2 separate regions of the Gossypium arboreum genome follow, and region 1 is linked to region 2. Evidence: chromatin contacts called from public Hi-C data. All regions are on one chromosome and are shown on one strand. Each heading gives the region's core, a stretch centred on a gene start, on an enhancer-like site or on the middle of the called end of the contact. The rest is flanking DNA. Distances are from core to core; before and after follow the strand shown.

Region 1 (2,832 bases), core at 36-2,535, 460 kb before region 2:
TATATCGCCCGTAACCCATTACGACTAGAAAATTAAGATTAAACTAAATACACCTTAGAATCACAAGTGCCATTTACTACATTGATAATTTTAATAGTAGCCAACGAGAAAAGGATTCATTTCCCCCCTACTTTTGTGTTGATAGCAAAATAATTAGAGGGGTAGGACCCTCAACTTTCAGTAGTCATCTCTTTCTCGTTCCCTCGTGTGGCATTGATCCATTTTCTTTTCTTTCATCTCCCCCTTCCTTTTGTACTTTACATTTATTTTTTAAACAAGAAAGGACAAATAAGAGTGTGAGAGACCCACTCGTTGCCCTTTTCCTAAAATCATTATTTTAAAAGGTACAGAATTCATTTCAAGGTTGATTTAACTAACTGCTAGTTTTCCATTTACTTTTATATCAAAGGTATGGTGAACAAATATTTTTAAAAATTTCAATTTAAAATTTAAAATTTAAAATTTAATTATTGTCATCAAAAGTTGCTTTTTAAAATTAAAATTTTCATTTTAAAGATGATATTATGAATTAAAAATATACAATTGAATAATATTCAAATCTATTAATTAAAAAATTTATTGTAATTCATTTTAAATATTTTATATGAAATATAAATTTTAAATATTTTTAAATAATTAATATTAATTATTTATAAAATTTAATTTGAATATGTAAATTAAAATATAATTATTACAAATTTAAATATATAATTTTATATATTTAAAATAAATTTTAATATCAAAATAATTGTGTACCCAATATAAATATTACATAAAATACATTAAATTATAAAGAAATTTAAAAAATGTCATTTTACTCAAAAGTGTTTTTTCAAAGTCAATTTTAAAAATAAAAATTTTGCCATTAGATTCAAAATTTCTTTGTTTAATATATACATATATATGACTCCAAATGCATTTTATCTAAAAGCACTTTAAAAATAACAATAAAAATCATTAAAAGCAATGAAAAACTTAATAATCTGAATAAATCTTTTATTACTTCATCTGATTCTCAATTTTGATAATAAAATAAACATCAATAGCATCCATTATTAAAAAAAAAATCGTCCATTCTTTTAACCCTATTTAAACTTAACTCCACCGTTAATTAATCATTAAGACATTAGAAAAATAACATATCATATCCAGCCTTAAAAGGATAAAAATGAGAAGAAGAAATAAAGTTTAGATTTTCTCTTTATAATTAATCATTCCTTTATTTTATCCTGTGCCCCTAAAACAGTGGGCCCACTCAGCCATTCAAGCTAGGGCCTCTAATTATTGTGTGCATATGTTACCACACGTGTGGGGTCCTTTTTTTTCTCTCTTTTTAAGTTATTATTATGAATTATTTAAAGAATTAGGTAAATTACAAAAATAGTCACTTTTGTTTGCCTCAAATTATAATTTAGTCACTTATATTTGAAATGTTACGTTTTAGTCACTTATGTTATCGTTTTATTACAAAGTAATCACTTTAACGTTAAATTCTGTTACCTCCCTAACAACAGTCTTACACGGCAGTCTAAATGAGTTTTAAATGCCAACTTGGATGTCCTACGTTGTAGTCCAAATTAAATTTATTTAATTAAAAATTTATTTTTATCCCAACAACTGGATATCTAAGTTGGCATTTAAAACCCATTTGGACTGTCACGTAGGACTGTCGTTAGGGAGGTAACGGAGTTTAACGATGGAGTAACCATTTCGTAACAAAACGATAACGTATGTGACTAAAACGTACCATTTCATACATAAATGACTAAAATGTAATATGAAGCAAACAAAAGTGACTATTTTTATAATTTGTCCTAAAGAATTTCAGTTGAGTTAGTGTTAGTTATCATTTAGATTTTATTTAATTATAAAACTATTAAAATTATATTTTTACAAAACAAGAAATATTATTTTACAAGTATTCTTTTATATTTTTATATAAAATATAAAAATATATATTAATTTGAGCACAAAATATTATGATTTATCCATTTTAACGAAAGTTACATTTGGCTTTTTGTCTATTTTTATAAAATTATTATATAATTTTTTCACCAAGGTTGTGCCACAAACTAGTTATTTTATGTAATGTTTCAATGGTGAGTTTAACTATTTTATACCAGTCACTTCAGAAATTCGTTTGTAGTTTTGCCCTTCAGCCTTAAATTTTGGTAAAGTAAATAATTAATTTTATAGTTTACATATCATATGGATATATAATAAAATTTGGCTTAAATGATAAATTTATACTTAAATTATATCTTTTATTTTATTTTGATTCTTATATTTTTTTGTCAAAACTAATACCTAAACTATAATTCATTACATATATTACCCTAATTGTTTGCTTCATTAAAAACACTTTTTAGACAATCATTTTGTGACATGACATTTATAAAAAATCCAAAGATGGTTAAAGTATTGCTTCTTTTGGCTTTTATAAAAAATCTTAAAAATAAATTTGTTTCTCTTAGATATATACTACTGCAAAATGAAATAATTAGCGTTGATAGGATAAATAAATTGAGCGTAAATAAATAAATAATCACTATGTCGTAGAAGAACCACTGCCGTAGATACAAATCCACCTTGATCGGTGTAATCGTGTAGTGGACGTTGCCCCTTCGAGGTTAACACAGTACTTCAATATTTGTACACCCAAATAAAAAAGGTGGAACACAAATGATAATTTCTCTTCTCAAATGTTATCAGAAAAGTAGTTTGAAAACTAAAGCTGAAAACTTAGTCGGAATTTCAACTAAAAAAGTTTTCTGAACAGAAAACAGGCGAGTTAAGAAAGGCAAAGATGAGATTCTTGTTTCACTTTTTTGT
Region 2 (2,700 bases), core at 132-2,631:
TCAATGGGGAGTTCACCAGTGAAGTTGTTACTCGATACAGAAAAAGACTCCATAGAAGAGCAAGAACCAAAGCCACTAGGAACCATACCAGAAAGCTTATTTGAAGAAAGATCCAGCTCAACAAGGCCTGAACAACCTTCTGTGAGATACACTGGAATCTCTCCTTCAAACTTATTTAATGCTAAATAAAGGCGCCGTAATTTGGAAGTTGGCAAAGCTGGAATCGGCCCCGAAAACTGATTGTTTGATAGGTTCAAGAACTCTAAGTTCACACACGAAGAAATTGCATGGGAAATATCACCAGAAAACTTGTTGGTAGATACATCAAGATGTTCCAAAGCTAAGCAGTCTCCAAATGAAGGAGTCCCCACTGAGAAATTGTTGGATGAAAAATCCAAAAACTGCAACTTTCCGCAATTCGACACATTTATTTCACCACTAATCTTGTTTCCTTTCAAAGCCAAGAGCTTCAACTCAGAGCAACCACCATAAAGAATCCAAGGAACCACGTTTTCACCAGATAGCTTGTTGAAAGAAAGATCCAGAGCTTCCAAACTTAGCTTCAAACCCCTGGATTCTTTACCCGAAAACTCAAGGCTATTGCTTGATAGATTGAGAACCTTCAAGTTTGTGCAAGAACCCAAGTTGGAAACAGTTGAAAGAGGACCCGACAAGGTGTTTTGAGATAGATCTAAGGTGGTCAACAGGGAGCTACACTTGGACCCAGAAGGGAAAGAAATGTTGCCAGAGATATTGGCCTTCAACAAAGAAAGGGATTCCAGGTTTTGCAGGGATAAAAGGAAAGCAGCAACAATATGAAAATCAATGCTCAATGCTGTGTAGCTGAGATTAATAGAGGAAACTTTGGAATCTTGGCATGTAACACCTTTGAAGCTACAAGGGTCTTGGTTAGCAACCCAGCTTTGAAGAAGAGATGGGTCAAGCAAGCTGGCTTTGAAGTTAAGAAGTGGCTGAGAATCTCTGTTTTTGGAAGAAGCAGAAGCAGCAGCTTCGAGGGAGATAAGAAAGGTGACGGAGAATGTAAGAATGAGGAGAGAAAAGTATGTTGTTGAGGCTAATGAAGGCCTCATATTTGTGGGAAATTTAACTTCTTTCGGACAAGAAAGAAAGAGGGAGAGAGGTGTTTTAGGATATGATGGGTGCCATTAGAGAGAAAGAAGAGAGCTTTGAGATCTGGTTTGAGAGAGAGAGAGAGATGGTGGTATTAATTTGGTTTGGGTTTGGGAAGAAAGAAATAATGGGAGTCAAAAGACAAGAGCAAAGATGGCAAGAAGGATGTATTATCAAAGTGGGGGAATGGAAACAGCTGTTGTTCACATGGCATGTGAGACACTCTCTCTTTCTTCAACAAGTTCAATTCTTGGATAACTAAATTAATATATTTAATCTAACAATTAAGTATGATTAAGTTAATGATTAAAATATTATGTTTGTCTCTCTAGATGGGTGATTAAGTGTATGAGATTAGGGGATGGATGGGTCTCTCCTTATCTTCTACTTATAATAACTTTCCTTTTTCTTTTTGACTTAATATTTAATATAATTCTATACTAAACATAAACTTTTTATTGTAGTTTCTTAGAGTTTCATCCCTACTTTACTAAAACTAAAATTTTAGTTTAATCAAATAACACATTTAAATATTTTTATTAAATCGTTAACTTAAAATTCGGGCAATTCAACCTAAAAATTAATATTCCAATCATTTATATATAACAAATTAATAAAACTAAGCAATTAAATCCGTATGTTTATCAACAATGAATTTAACTTTTCACTTTTTATTAAGTATTAAATATCTTGATTAATTAAAATAAAGAGATTAATTTGGTATAAAAATCATAATTACATTATAATAGAAAATTGGGAATAAAAATCATAATTAGACTATAATGAAGGCAACGTAGGTCATAATATTATCTAATAATTCTAAAACTTATATAAATTTTATTTCACATTATAGAGAAATTTAAAACTCCTATTTAGTTTATTAATAAAATGTCATGTTTTCGTAGAAAAATATCATGATATAATTAGTTGAAAATATATAGCTATATGTTATCAAGTTTTTATGTTTGTTCTAGAAAAATAATTCTAAAAAAAATGTTTTGATTTGGTTAAGTCTTAGGATTCTTGTCATTTTCCTACACTTAGAACACTATTAAAGTGATTGTTTATAAAATTAGCCTGAAAAGGATTATTTATTATTACATAATAAAGAGTTAAACCAATTAAATTTAAAATTGATGAGATTGGTTTCACTATTAATTTAATTTTAAAATTTTAATTAAAATTTATTATTAAATTTATTAGTTTGAAATTTTAAAATTAAAAAACACTTAAAAATATTGTAAAATAAGACAATAAATTTAAATTTAACAAAAATTTAAACAATATTAATAATTAAATTTATATTTTAAATAAAAATATAAATAATGAAATACAGAATTAATTCTCAAATATAAAAATGACATGGGAAGTTGGAAAGTATTTTAACATAAATTCTATTGTAATTTTTGTTTATTATTCACTCGCTATCATTATCTTATTCTAATGTTAAAAAGAAAGAAAGAGAAAACTTGTTAGACTGTTTGTCTCTCTAGCTTTTGAAGCGTACGTGTGATAAAGGATTGATCCATCACTGTCAATTAATTGGAGATTCCCAATCTCTTAATTTAA

Evidence for each region. A called contact is a pair of places that touch in the nucleus more often than the background predicts.
Region 1: a Hi-C map of leaf shows a contact between it and region 2, with 1.7 times the contacts expected there. The contact joins the enhancer-like site here to the promoter of LOC108486421 in region 2. A contact is called at or near these places in 2 of 5 Hi-C or Micro-C datasets (both in leaf).

What each region holds. Positions count from the first base shown.
Region 1 is chr11:75,206,499-75,209,330 of ASM2569848v2, reverse strand. No RefSeq gene overlaps it. Among protein-coding and RNA genes, the nearest start is that of LOC128284054, 9.5 kb to the left of the region's middle. Within about 2 kb of position 1,285, at least 1 of the 2 cell types and tissues checked has an H3K27ac peak or open chromatin away from gene starts, as enhancers often do. A contact at or near this core is called in leaf, where this site is marked.
Region 2 is chr11:74,750,955-74,753,654 of ASM2569848v2, reverse strand. It overlaps LOC108486421 (protein BRASSINOSTEROID INSENSITIVE 1-like), which reads right to left and starts at 1,381. Exons shown (of 1, transcript XM_017790474.2): 1 at 1-1,381. The coding sequence starts at 1,091.